2 separate regions of the Sus scrofa genome follow, and region 2 is linked to region 1. Evidence: chromatin contacts called from public promoter capture Hi-C data. All regions are on one chromosome and are shown on one strand. Each heading gives the region's core, a stretch centred on a gene start, on an enhancer-like site or on the middle of the called end of the contact. The rest is flanking DNA. Distances are from core to core; before and after follow the strand shown.

Evidence for each region. Promoter capture Hi-C pulls out the DNA fragments that hold promoters and counts their contacts.
Region 2: a contact with region 1 is called in a promoter capture Hi-C map of liver, with 7 times the contacts expected there. The contact joins the promoter of CCDC127 here to the promoter of MRPL36 in region 1. A contact is called at or near these places in 1 of 5 promoter capture datasets (liver) and 1 of 47 Hi-C or Micro-C datasets (liver).

Annotation. Positions count from the first base shown.
Region 1 is chr16:78,997,200-79,004,463 of Sscrofa11.1, reverse strand. MRPL36 (39S ribosomal protein L36, mitochondrial) reads right to left here and starts at 2,976. Exons shown (of 2, transcript XM_005672623.2): 1 at 2,759-2,976; 2 at 1,683-2,433. The coding sequence starts at 2,976. The coding sequence ends at 2,118. It overlaps NDUFS6 (NADH dehydrogenase [ubiquinone] iron-sulfur protein 6, mitochondrial), which reads left to right and starts at 4,463. Exons shown (of 4, transcript XM_003134167.4): 1 at 4,463-4,641; 2 at 5,384-5,437. The coding sequence starts at 4,513.
Region 2 is chr16:79,858,439-79,865,702 of Sscrofa11.1, reverse strand. It overlaps CCDC127 (coiled-coil domain-containing protein 127), which reads right to left and starts at 3,109. Exons shown (of 3, transcript XM_021076939.1): 1 at 2,988-3,109; 2 at 1,652-1,782. The coding sequence starts at 1,772. It overlaps SDHA (succinate dehydrogenase [ubiquinone] flavoprotein subunit, mitochondrial), which reads left to right and starts at 2,747. Exons shown (of 15, transcript XM_021076931.1): 1 at 2,747-3,274. The coding sequence starts at 3,212.

The DNA of each region.
Region 1 (7,264 bases), core at 1,727-4,226:
ATTACTTGTCAGCTATCATTTTCTTCCCCGCTCTTCCCGGGACTGCAGTGCCACTCATGCTGCAATGCTGGCTATTGTCCCACAGCTCACTGAGTTCCATTGTTTGCTTTCGTTTTTTGATCTTTTTATCTTTATTTGAGCTCCATTTGCCCTAGACATTCCTTTGGGTTTTTCACAAGGTTTAATGAGGTGCAATTTGCCTAGAGTAAGACTCTCACTTTTAGTGTAGGATTTTATTTATTTATTTTATTTTTGCTACACACGTGGCATTTGGAAGCTCCTGGGCCAGGGATCAAACCCATGCTGCCAGATCCTTAAGTCGCTGTGCCACAAGGGCACTCCTTCTGAGTTTTATAAGCAGATAGTCATGAAATCATCACTGTAATCAAACTATAGAATAATCCCATCACCCCAAACATTCTTTCATGTCGCTGACCATGCCCCTACATTTTGAATAACCATGGCACCTTGTACCAAAATTCCTGCTGGGGTTTTCACTGGCACTGCGCTGAGGCTGCAAACCAACTGGATGGAAGTGACAACACGGGGTCTTCTCGTCTCAGTATTTTATTAGAGGTTACTCCCCAACAGTGCCTTAGCTTTAAGTACACAGAATGTGTCTCATTTTGTTAGACTGCTATTTGAACAGCATCATACTTTCGGTGCTATTATAAATAGCACTTAAGTCTCAGTTTCTATTTGTTCATGGCTCGTATACAGGGATACAAACCTCTCACTCAATGGATAATTGAGAAAATATGGAATGTTTCTAGTAGGTTGTGGCCATTGTGAAGTCAAAGCCCAGTTTAAGAAGCTTATTTAATGACCTGAGCAAGGGGTTTGCACACTCTTTCTGCAAATATGGCCAAAACAAGAAGTATTTCAAGTTTTTCAAGCCACACCGTCTTTGATGCAGCCCCTCAGCCATTACTCTGGCTGCTGTAGCAGGTGTAACAATACATAAGAGGCTTGGCTGCTTTCCAGTAAAACTCCTTTTTCAAAAATGTGTGGCAGGCTGCATGTGGCTCCTGACCAAAACTAATTTTTCTGTGGTGCTGCATGCACTCTTGGGGCTGTAAGTGCCTGTCCACCTGGGTATCAGGAAGTTGGTGAGTATAAGATTTAGTTGGCGCACGGTCTGACCTTAGATCAGGAGAAAAGAACGGTTCAAAAATTCATCACGATGGAGTTCCCGTCGTGGCGCAGTGGAAACCATGAGGTTGCAGGTTCGGTCCCTGGCCTCGATCAGTGGCTTGAGGATCCCTCATTGCTGTGAGCTGTGGTGTAGGTCAAAGATACGGCTCAGATCTGCTGTTGCTGTGGTGTCAGCTGGCAGCAACAGCTCAGATTAGACCCCTAGCCTGGGAACCTCCATATGCTGCGAGTGTGGCCCTAGGAAAGATTAAAAAAAAAAAAAAAAAAAAATTCATTAGGCAGGAACCCTGGGATAGGTGACCCCAGAACACTGCATGCCAGTGGCTCCAGCTCCTGGTCTGCAGAGTTCAGGACAGCAGTTTCACTGATTTAGTTCACAACCACTGCCATGCACCCGTGTGCACACACACACACACCCTGCATACAGCAGTACACACAAGCAAGCATATGCACCAACCACACCCGTGCATGCATGGTCACATGTGTGCACGCATACTTTTCAAGTCTCAGACTCAGGATGACAAACAATCGATATCCAAGACACCTTTATATATGTATAAACAAGTTAAATTTCCCTGGACTTAAAGATTGCTATGTAGGCCTTCCCTGCTCATCCCCTCGGGAATGTTGAGAACCCGAGTCTGAACCCAGATGGGCACCTTAGGTGGGCTGAGCACAGGGACAGGGAGCTATCCGCACCGTTCTGTGGTGGCATAAAGCCAGCTTCCCCTTCACCCGTGTTCTGTCCCCGTCTGCTCAGGCGCAAACGAAATTGCAAGGAGGTGAGAAGGAGCCGTTCCCAGGTGGGGCTCTAGGTCGGCTGGATCTGGAGCTACAAGGCGATGAGACACCAGCCAGAGTCCGAAACCCAAAGGCCAGCGGTTCCGAGACGTGTTTCCCTTTGACTTTCCTTTCGATGCGGCAACACCATCTCCCACGTGCACGTGTTTCCCAGGCCTCGGCTACATCTGTCTCTGCTTGTGCTTCGGGTTGGTCTTGCAGTAGATAAACCACCGTCCGCGTCTCTTCACGAGGTAGCAGTCCCTGCAGCGCTTCTTGAGGACGCCCTTGGTCTTGAAGCCCAGGGCCGGCTGCGGGCCCAGCAGCGGGCGCGCAGAGAGGAGGGCGGCCGCGGGGCTGGGCTGCGCACCGACTGCAAGGGCGGCGCGCGGGGGTCCGGCTGCGAACGTGGAGAGCGGGCGACCGCCCAGGTGCAACAGGGGCCCTACGGCAGAAAGCACTGTCCTTAGGAAGGCGGTGGCCATGTCGTGGCTGGATCTACGGGTGAAAGAAGAAAACTTAGAGCTGCTAGTGGTTTCTGTCCCCGCCACTGAAACTTCCTTCCCCGCGTCCCTGCGCTCCGGACACAGGCCGCGCGGCTCGGGGCTTGGTAACCAAAGTGCTCCGCCGGGAGAGCATGAGTGCGGCGAGCGGCACCGGGCCCCTGCCCGATGCTGAGACCCCCGCCCGGCTGCCCGGCCTGTAGGAGTCCCGCGTCGACGAGACCCTGGAGCGGCCGGGCCAAGGGGTTGGGGGCAGAGGGCACGAGGTCGAAGACAGTACCCGGCCCGCAGGGATCAGCCCCGGTGCGGCCCCTTCTCACCGCGGTGACCTCCGCCCCCGGAAACTGAGGCCAGGGATCCCCGGGACGTCTCCTTCGGGGGGTCCCGAGCCCTTCCGTGTGCCCTGCCCCCAGGCCCTGGGGATCCCTGTATTTCCCACCTGGAAATTGGGTGCGGGGGCCCGCGGCTGCGCGCCTTGCCAGCCTCTGCGCCTGCGCTCTAGGCCGCGCTTGCGCAGTAGGAACGGAGACGCCGCCATCCGGTGTCCGCCAGGAAGGAAGATGGCGGCAGTCAGGCGGCTGCCCGTGCGGGGGCCGGGCTTAGAGGCGGAGCCGGGCTTAGAGGCGGAGCCGGGCTTAGAGGCGGAGCCGGGCTTAGAGGCGGAGCCACGCGAGTGCGGGGGCGAAGGGCATCAGGTTCCGCCCCAGAAGGCTGCTTTACCCGTTCTTGGCCCTCTACTTCTCGGACCAGTCTTAACCTCCTCTGGGCTCTCCGCCCAGATAGCTCCCGACCCTGTAGGCCACTGGGTGTCTGAGATTACAGGGGCGCTTCCTTCGAGGGAGGGGGTGTACTCGTGAAGGGATGCAAAAATGGGAATGAAAGGTATCTGTAATGAAAAAGAAGTCACAAGCAATGACTTAAAAAAAACAGACTTTAAAATACCCCCCAAACTGATAAATACCAACTTCAAAACAAAATCTAGAAAAACCCCAGCTTGTATTAGGTGGACTTCCTGGGAGAAATGTAGAGAGACTCAGGGAAACACGTGGAGACAGGCCCTGGTCCTGACTTAACTTTTTTTCTGCAGCATTATGAAAACTCAAACAGTAAAGTTGAAAGACATTTATAGCGAACACCCACATACCCACTGCGAGGATTCCACAAGTGCACTTGCTACGCCTGCCTTTCTGGAACGTGTACGTGTGGACACATCTACTTTCCATGCACAGGAACGGGAGCTGCAGACGGGGGTTCATCTGTGTGCCACACCGGCACCGCAGCACGCTTTGGCCTCTGGCCGGGAGAGCTTGGGCTTGCCTCTGAGCACCATCTGTGGACACCCCTCCGTTCCAGGAGGTTTTCTGGGCACTGTTGCCTCTCATCCCCTCCTTAGCTTCTTCACCTCCCTGGAGTCCAGGTTGTGGGTGAGACTGCGCCCCAGCTCTGGGATTGCCCCTGCGTCCACTGGCTGGCCGTGTGAGCTGACCCTTTGGACAGGTCTTATGTACGGGCGGTTTGGAGGAAGCCATGAGGAGCCGGGAGAGAAGCAGGGCCGGGATGCAGGCCGAGGTCCCGCACAGCGGGCCTTTCCGGGTTTACTTGTATGGGGGAGTGCCATCGAAAGCGTTTTACTGGTACTTCTATTGGGCTTTGATGCAGGAACCCGAAAACATCCTATTCCGGCGGCCGCACAGAACTGCGCATGGGCAACATGATGCAGTTCCAGGATCCTCCCTAAGCAGAGACCCTTCTCCAACATTCACCAAAACTCGATCCGTAACCCTCATGATTATCCATTACCATCGCAAGTCCGCACTGCATCTTCCGTTTCCCTCCTCCCCTGCCCCTGGTAAGTGGAGCAGCCCTTAAGTGTTAAGCTTGCCTAGTTTCCCGCCTTATCCCGGCCGGGCCCCAGCCACGCCCTACACCTGCCGGCCGCATCGGCCCGACCGCACCGCGCATGCGCGCCTCCCAGGGCGCACTAAAGCGCGGCCGAACCCGCCCAGCGGAAGCCGTGCGCGTGCGTCGGCGTTCGGCGTGAAGGCGCGCGGGGTCGAAGGTCAGCCCCGCAAAGATGGCGGCGGTGACCTTCCTCCGGCTGCTGGGTCGGAGCGGCGCGGGGGCGCGGAACCTGCTCGGAGGCTCCAGGTGCTTCGGGGTGCGGACCTCGCCGACCGGGGAGAAGGTTACGCACACCGGCCAGGTAACCGCGGTAGCGCGGAGAGCGCCCATTTCGGGGCGCCTCGGTGGGCGGGGCCCCTCCCAGACCCCAGGTCCCGCAGTCCAGAAACCCAAGGCCCCTGGTTTCCTTGGCCTGGCGCCTCCGTGCCCCAGGTCCAGTGCCCAGCGTCCCGCACCCCCTGTTCCCCCGGCCGGGCCTCTAGGTCCCCCTAGTCCAGTGCTCGCGGTCTGCTCTCCCAGACCCCGCTCCCCTTGTTCCACGGGCCGGCACCCGAGTCCTACGATCCAGACCCCACGGGCCCCAGCCTCAGCGGTCTCGGGCAGCTCGGGGGTTACAGTGGGGAGGCCTCTGTTGCGGTCAGAAACTACCAACTTCTAATGTTTGTGCCAGATGAAGCACCAGGAGGGGCTGCTGTAGTCTGTCTCTTGTCTGCAAAACAGAAACGGCGTGAGACTGTAATCCTAAGCCGAAGGAGGAGAGAGTAGTTACCTTCGTTGTTAAACATCCCCGAGCAGGTGCAGAGGGGAAGGAAGCTCTGGGCCCCTTCTGAGGTAGAGGGTCCCGTGACCCTCACCTGGCCGCCCTCTCTTGCTTCCACCCCACCTGGCCAGGTCCGGTTCCGGGGGCTGCTTGCTGTCCTCTTAGGAACCGAAGTGACGGGTGTGCTGGTGAACGGCCTAGACGTTAGGAAAACACTTTTCTGGTTATGTTCATGACACGGAATCGGACGTACAGCTCACACACCTGGTCTTTTTCTTTCCAGGCCTATGACGATGGAGACTACAGACGAGTTCGGTTTTCAGATCGTCAGAAGGAGGTAGGTGAACGGCGTAAAGAGAGGTAAGCTTTCGTACAGCTCCTTATACAGCCAAGAAGAGGTGAGAGTTAAATGTGTAAAATTTAACTAAATTCCCCTGAAATTGTGAGCATTACAGTCTCTCGAATTCTGCATTGCTTCTAAATGCGTATCTAGTTCTGTTTTTTTCCCCGCCCCTGAAATATGTAACATGACATTCTGTGAGTACAGTGCTGTTTTACGTGTAAATGGGAGTGAACTTTATTCCTTTATACTCCTGAGACCCTCAGATTAAAGTAAGTCACATCAACTTTTTAAAATTACTCTCTCATCCACCTTTCGGGGTATGTTTTCTGTGGGTCACACCACAGAGACGAGGCTGGTTCTTTCAGGGACTTGGGCTGACAAGCTGAAGGTGGCCCATGGGTGGGTCTTCCCTGAGTGGGCCTGAAACACCAGTGTGACTGCTGGACACAGGACCCTTCTGCCTCAGCGGGCCTGCCCTCTCCCCCTTCCCGCAGCCTCCCTCCACCCCTCGCCCGCAGTGGTGGAGTCACTCTTCCCCTTCAGCAGCCTCTTGATTCGCGTCACCCTCAGCTGTCCCTGAATCGTTTCTCCCCTCCCCTCTGATCTCAGTGTCTGGTTCCTGCTTCCGTTCCCTCGTGGACCATGTCTTGGGGCCGGGTGGTAGGTGAAGTTTGGTGCCCTGGACCAGAGCAGTTCCAGCAGATGGGTCCCAGAGCCCTGGGGTCAACCCTGGCCTGCCCCCCGCCCCCAATCTCAGCCTGTCACAAACTCCTGTCTGTTGGGAGTTCTCCTGTGGCTTCTGGCTTCTGATCGCCCTTGCAGGGGACAGCAGGGGAGAACTCCACACCAAACCAGAGGTATCGAATCAGAGTTCCCGAAGCCGGTGACTGTGGCTAGAGGAGGCAGTGTTGGGGGGTCGCCTCGCTGTCACTGTCAGCTCACCCTAGTCCTGAGCTGGCTGCAGCCTCTGTCCCCGCTCAGGAGCGCAGTTCAGGCTTTGCTTCCTTTGGGAGGGTGTGGACACCAGAGACAGGTTTACCCGATGAGGCTCAGGGTCCCTGCTGTGCAGCCGCTGGTGGCCTGTGAGCGTGCTCCAGGCTGAGACATCTCCCTTCTGCTCGGTCACCCCAAAGCGCCCCGCAAACCCTGGCAGAGCCCAGCTGAGTTACTGATGTTACTTTAAACAATCCCTGTGGTTCTAAACAGCTGAACTGGGGCCATGGAACATTGGTTAGTCATTTGGGTTATTTCTTTCTGCACTGGTGTTGATGATTTATAGAATCATATTTTATCTTATTTTTAGTGATTTCACCCCATTTCGACATAAAGGAATAAGTTTTCTTTAGAAACTACTACTTCCAAGAGTGATTTTTTGTAAGCTTACGAATTTAAATCTAAATGTCTGCGCAAATCAGAGATCAAGAGGAAGATGAAAGGTCGGGCTTGGGTTTTTCTGCGAGTGACGGTGCCAGGACTGCTTTTTACCCAGGGAGGGTGTGTGTGTGATGCGTGTGTGTGCATGTGCGTGTAGGAAGCTTCTGCACACTTTCCTCCTAAGCCCCAGGACGGCTTTGCTCCCTGTCCTTCCCCGGGAGAGGGCGGCGCGCGCCCGGGGGACCTGAGCAGCCACCTGGATGCGGAGGCTGGGCGTGTGGCGGCCACTGTCCTGGGCCCCCTGGTACCTCACGTGCCAGGAACGCGATGCTGATCTCAGGGCTGGCGTTGGGGTCGCCCTGGAGCTGAGGCGCGGATGACAGGCATGGGGTGGCCTGAGATGGCCTCTGGCAGCAGGTGGCCCTGGGGCGCAGGAGCTGGTCGTCG
Region 2 (7,264 bases), core at 1,860-4,359, 860 kb before region 1:
GCATATAGAGGTTCCCAGGCTAGGGGTCAAAGTGGAGCTGTTGCCACTGGCTTAAGCCACAGCCACAGCAATGCCAGATCTGAGCCACACCTTCGACCCACAACACAGCTCACAGCAATGCTGGATCCTTAACCCACTGCTTGAGGCCGGGGATTGAACCTGAGTCCTCATGGATCCTGGTCAGATTCGTTTCTGCGGAGCCATGATGGGAACTCCAGCAGATACCCTTTTGTAAGATACACTTTCATTGATAAAGAAAGCCTCCATTTGTAAGGGTGTCTCCCTGGTGTACCAGAAAGAGGCTGACCAAATCTTTGGAAATTCTTACCAAAGGAGAAGGCTACGACCTCAATCTAAGTAACAACCTTACCCTTGACCCTTGCACTTTTCCTTGTCAGCTTTGATAATCGACTCTCCCCAGCCCCACCACCCTCCTTTGTCTTGAGCTGAGGATGGTACCTGAGGTGTGGGCTTATGCCATTTCAGTCACTTACTCAGTGTTCCTGGGTCTCTCCTATGTATACATGGTAACAACTTTTGTTTGATTTTCTCCTGCTACTCCGGCTCACATCAATTTAATTCTGAGACCAGCCAGAAAAACTTAGAAGGATAGAGGAAAATTTCTTCCTCCCCAACAATGACAAAACATAAAACTAACTCCTCCACTTCAGGAAATTTATCATGTACTAGGGATATTAACTAAAAGCAAGAATGATTACAACTGACCAGTGACTAGTAATTTCCCCAAAGTGGTACAAAGCTGACCTAAAGAAGAGAGATTTGCTGGCCTGCTAGGCAGAGGTTTCATGGATGAAATCTCCCAAAGACTGACCTCCTCAATATTACACAGAGCCCCAAACCAGTTTTCCTTTATGTCTGTTTTATTCCTCATCAGTCCTTACAAGGCCACTGAAGCAAGGGAGCCTCCTGCAGAGCAACAAAGCCTTGAAGGGAGCTCACAGTTACAGAACTCACTCCACACAAACACCTCTAAATATCTTGTCTTATTTAACCCTCACACTGCATTGAGGTAATTACGATGGTCAGAGAAACTAAGGCTCGGAGGATTAAGTAATTTGCCCAAAATGTACCTTATGCGATAAAACTAGGGTATACACGTGCTGCATTTATAAAAACAAAGACCTTTTTCTGAAATTTACCATCAGGCCATCACTGCCCCTGCTGACCTGCAAGTTCACCCTGAAAGGCACTCAGAGTGAATGCACTCTCTCGTCTGGATGCATATGACCCTACATAGTTAAGAAAACCAAGTTAAGGAAGAATTCCAATGACCTCAAATACTTACGTGTTCCCATAGGGTGGTAAGCACTAAAATCATTAACTTGAGATACCTGGTTGTTGTTGGATTTTTGGTGTGACAAGCAGTAATCTTTTACCAAGACGTATGCTTGACCGTATGTATTTCCCAGCCAAAAAATTCACATATATCCTGGCTTCCCCCTACCTCTTTGGAGCAGTTCCTAACAGCTATCTGAGAAGCCATACCCTGGGCCATGGTCTTCAGTAAGACACTGAATAAAACCCAAGGCACGGGTCTCATGCACGTTTTTTTTTTTCCAGCCAACAACTCTCAGGTTCCTAAGCCCCACACTCTCAGCCCAGCAAATGTGTTAGGAAAACCATGACTTACGAAAAGCAGCCAATCCCAGCATTGGAACCAACAGGGCATAATTCCATCTGCTTCCATCACCCCCATCAGCCCTGGAATTAGGCCGGATATTCCAATTTGGGGGGTCATTTAAGTTATTCATGGAGATACACCTTGAAATAAAAGATAACACCATTAATACACAAAAGGAACACAATACATTGTTAATTTTATCGTCTACTTGGCTCATGTGAGTCTTGTTTTCTTTCAAAAAATTCTGCTCAGGAGTTCCCTGATGGCTCATGGGTTAAGGCTCTGCTGCTTTCACTGCTGTAGCTCAAGTTTGATCCCTGGCCCAGGAACTTCTGCATGGTGTGGGCACGGCCAAAAAACAAACACAATTTTGGTTTAGATCCAGTTATGTGCTGCTGCACAGCACTGAGCCTTATGGGATTAAAAGAGAAAACCAAGACCTCAGACAAAAGTAACTCACAAGTCATGGTAGAGAGAAGTGTCTCAAATGACTGAAACACAGATAGAATGAGATATATAATCAAAAGGAACTCAAATCAAACTTTAAAAACTCTTAACGGGCTTTGCGATAAATACTTATTTAACAACTAAAGATATAAAATTCTAATTGGCAATGAAAAAATTACGCACACACCAAGGCTCCAGTACCTAATGTCAAAGAGCTTGCGGTGAACACAGAATAAAAAAATCAGACCGGAGTTCCCTGCGTGGTGCAGCGGAAATGAATCCGACTAGGAACCACGAGGTTGCGGGTTTGATCCCTGGCCTTGCTGAGTGGGTTAAGGCTCCCGCGGTGCTCTGAGCTGTGGTGTGGGTCACAAACTCGGCTCAGATCTGATGTTCCTGCGCCTGTGGCATAGGCCGGCAGCTGCAGCTCCAGTTCAAAGCCTAGCCTGGGAACCTCCGTATGCCGCGGGCGCGGCCCTAAAAACCAAAAAACAAACAAAACAAAAAGTCAGAGATTGAAAGCGCTGAAGCCAAAACGCTCAGAGCCCCTTCACCCCATAAGCTGCAGGGTCCGCGCCGCCCACCTTTCCCATAAACCACAGGGTCCGCCTCCCGGGGCGTACAATTTAAGAGGCGTGCAATCTAATAAAGCAGCGGTACCCGGCCCGGACTGGGCCTAACTTCGCTCCAACAGGGCCGCCGGTCGTCGAACTGCTCGATACAGGAACTCCGGCTCCGTCCCATAAAGAAAAGTGGGGTACCTGCGAGCACTGGTTCATTCCGCAAAACTCCCGTAAATTGGAGAAAAATCGAACACCGTCGGGACCAGAGCAGAAATCAGGCGAGCCTGTGAAGACGCCTGGTCTCGGACACGACCCGACCCCCGACTGCAACCTACCCCTGCCGGGACCTTGGGCCCCAGGTCCCTGAACTCCTCCGTCTGCCAGTCCTCTCTGCGCAGGCGCGGCGTTGCCCCTTCAACCCCGGGCGCGGCGACGTAAGACCCCGGCGCTGCGACGTGCGCAGGCGCGGCGCCCCGCCACCCCCCGTCGTCCCCGGGTCGCGGCGACGTGCGCAGGCGCGATCAGCGCGGGGACTAGCGGGACGCTGCGGACGGCAGACATGTCGGGGGTCCGGGCTGTGTCACGGCTGCTGCGCGCCCGGCGCCTGGCGCTGACCTGGGCGGTGAGTCGGCGCCGCGGGCTGGGAGGGGCCGGAAGGGGCGAACGCCGGGTCCCGCACCCCCAGCCCCGCGATGGGACGGGCTGGGGAGGGCCCGCCGGGTTCTGTCCGCGCTGGCTGGGTGAAGGTCACGACCCTGTAGCCGCCCGGGACCCCTTTCCGCCCGGGGCCCTGCCTGGAGCTCGGGGCCTCGGCCAAGGTCGCCCGCTCCGCTGCGCGGAGGGGGCTGTCCAAGGTCGTGCGGCCGGAGGGCGGCCTGCGGGTGGGTGGGGTCTGAGCTGATCCCCGGCACTAGGTTGGGCCTCCTGAGGGCTGTGCGGTGGCCTCTGCGCATTTACTGCAAAATTACCACGGCGGACGCGGGACAGTGTCCTGGGCGTTTCCTGCAGGGCCCCGCAGGCCCTACTCGAGTCGGTCGAGTTGTGCATTCCGAGGCCTGGCTGCTGGTTCCTGTCTCCTCTCCGGACAGATCGTCAGAGTCGACCCTTTAGGGTTTTACTGAAGCACTGAATTTAGGGGGTTTAGATATTTGGTTTTATAACGTGAACTCGCCTGGCCACCTAGTTAGTAATTGAATGTCAAAGGTCCCAACGGAATCAGGGCTTTCACCAGCGTTATACTGTTGACATATGTCTGTAGTTATACCCACAACTCTCTCCTCTTTAAACTACAGGAATTGAGGAGTTCTCTTTGGGGCTCAGTGGGTTAAGAACCCGGCTAGTATCCATAGGGATGCGGGTTGGATTCCTGGCCTCGCTCAGTGGTTTAAGGATCCGGCATTGCCGTGAGGTACAGATATCGCTCGGATCTTGTGTCGCTGTGCCTGTGGAGTAGGCCTCAGCTGCAGCTCGGATACGACCCCTAGCCCGGGAACTTCAATATGTTGCAGGTGCGGCCATGAAACGAAAAAAAAAAAAAAAAAAAAATAGATATAAAGGACCAGAATTAGGAGTTCTTGTCTGGCTCAGTGGTTAACGACCCTGACTAGCATCCATGAGGATCCTGGTTTGATCCCTGGCCTCACTCAGTGGATTAAGGATCCAGCATTGATGTGTGCTGAGGTGTAGGTCGCAGATTTGGCTCGGATCCTACCTTGCTATCTATGGCTGTGTTGTAGGCCTGCAGCTACAGCTACGAATGGACCCTAGCCTGGGAACCTCTACATGCCAGGGGTGCGTTCCTAAAAAGGCAAATATATATATGTATATATGAATTAAACATTGTGTTGAATATGAGGAGGTTTAGTTAGACATTCTGCCACACCAGAAAGAGTTTAAAGGCTTTCACGTGTTTCAGGTGCTGGTGCTTTCTGAGCAGATGTTTCACCAGTCCCCAAGCCTTGGCTCTAAGGCACAGTGGAAGCAGGGGGTCCACAAGCAGGAAATGAAGCCGGTGGTTAGTGGGTTGGTTTTAGTCAGCCAAGCATGAACAAACTTCTAAGTGGGTCCTTCTTGTCAGGTGAGATGACAGATTGGTAACTGGTGGTGATTGGAGAAGAGCTGACAAATCTGCCAACCCAGACTGAGCCTGATGTCCTTGTTCCAGCCTGCAGGCGCCCTTTACCCACCACCTGCCCTTTGTCAGTTTATGAGGGAGTAAAGTTCTAGGAGCAACAGGTTAGAGTGTAAACCTCTCCTTTCCTGTTGGCCTGATGGAAGTGAACTCCTTTGAATGAGCTCTTAGCCGCCAGCTGTGTGCTTCATCTTCTCCTTGAATCTTCACCACCAGCCCATGCTCAGATGCTTGTGAACATGATGGCAAGGTAGCGTTAGCAAAATTGAGCCATAGATTAGGTCTACCGGAGATGGTCTTGGGTTTTTTTGTTGTTTTGGGTTTTTTTTTTTTTTTTTTTGATCTTTTTGCCTTTTCTAGGGTCGCACCCATAGCATATGGAGGTTCCCAGGCTAGGGGTCTAATCAGAGCTGTAGCTGCCAGCCTACACCGCAGCCACAGCAACGCCAGATCTGAGCCACATCTGCAACCTACACCACAGCTCATGGCAATGCAGGATCCTTACTTAACCCACTGAGCAAGGCCAGGGATTGAACCCACAACCTCATGGTTCCTAGTCGAATTCATTAACCACTGTGCCACAATGGGAACTCTTGGTCTTGGGTTTTTAAAGTCTTTTTGTCTTGGAGTTCCCATCGTGGCGCAGTGGTTAATGAATCCGACTAGGAACCATGAGGTTGCGGGTTCGGTCCCTGCCCTTGCTCAGTGGGTTAACGATCCGGCGTTGCCATGAGCTGTGGTGTAGGTTGCAGACGCGGCTCAGATCCCGAGTTGCTGTGGCTCTGGCATAGGCCAGTGGCTACAACTCCGATGAGACCCCTAGCCTGGGAACCTCCATATGCCGCAGGAGCGGCCCAAGAAATAGCAAAAAAAAAATTAATAAATAAAGTCTTTTTGTCTTGATGAAAGTGGCTTTGGAAATTATTTTCATCTATGGAAATTAATTTGTCCAAGGCTGAGTATTTATTGGAATTTAAGATTGGCAAGAACAAAAGCATCAAATTAGCAGACCAAAAAAAGGAATTAATGCTGTCTAGCTGAAGAATGTTGATGGCATGTACCTGATGAGGATAATTTGAATAAAGCCCACAGGAAATTTTTCTTTATCTTATTTTGTTCAATTCTGTGGTGTTGCCAAGTCATTTTATATTTACAGCTGCTTTCATGTTATAAAATTATTAAACCTTTGTTTATTTGTCTATGTTTTCTTTTTAATTGTCCCAGCGCACTGACACAATTTGTAAACTGTTCCAAAGTAGTTAAATCAAAGGAAAAAGCAAAACCTTACTTTTTAAAGGTCCAAAAAGTTGGTTAACTTTGAATGAGATTTTTCAGTTTTCAAAAAAGTATTTTTTTAGAACAAGTCAATTTTTTTTTCTTTGACTTTATCATTTCGAATATGTTTTAATGGTGTATCTAGATTTACATCATTTAGGCCACTGTAAGTAACCTTTGGTTTTGCTATTTGGGATAATTATAATATCACTGGCATTCAGTTCTGCATTCCATGTGATGTTTTTCCTTCTTCGCTTGAGAAACTGTGGCTTGATTTTGGTTCATAACATGGATATTCATCTTATTTTGGAGTCCCAGAGATTTTTCCCAAGGGTCCGTGGATGCTGGGGAAAGTACAGGATGTGGAGCCAGCCCAGCCCTCCTGTTCCCTGCAGAGACTCCCTTTCTCTGTGGGGTCAAGAAGGTGTGAAACCTTCTCGTGGTGCTCACAGGTCACACCCTCTGCTTGGAAATCATGTGAATTGTATTTTAAATGCCCCTTTAAAAGAAAACCCTGTAAAACTTAGTGAAAATAATTACACAGTTATTATATGTAGTTAAGAAAGACAGTGAATACGGGAGTCCTTAAAACTGAAAAGGAATAAGACCACCTCTGTCCCCAGTGGACTCAGTTCTGAATTGTGTTTGGTATTGACCTCTGCTACTTACCTGCATTTCACTAGCTGATATGCAGGTGCATTTTTATCCATTTTAGACATTGCTTTTTGCGAGTAAATGAGGATTTAGTTCCCTTAAACCATCCCACTGGCCACATCCTGAGTTCTTCCAATATAATTATGGAACCACTTTCAGATCCTTTATTGGCTGCTTTTGTAATTGTATAGACTGTACTTACAAATTAGTTTCTCGTTCATGATTCATAGGTGAGTTTTATCAGACGGGGACTCCCCATTTTGCTTATTGGAGAATATCAGTATCCCTCACCTTTGCACGTCTCTGTCCCTTTTTCCTGCTAATTCAGTTCCCTGTACTTTTACTTCAACAGAGTTGTTAAGAACGCTGTGTTCTTTTCATTCTACCTTGGGTAGATTTCTGCTTTCTTCCTTATGTTGCCCCGTTGGAAAACGTTTGATAGGTTTTTCTTCAAAAAACATTAGATTGATAAATGACACAAAGTGAATTTTATCTAAAGACAGAAATTGGATTAAAATTGGACTCGACAAAATTCTCTTTTTTTGCTTTTTA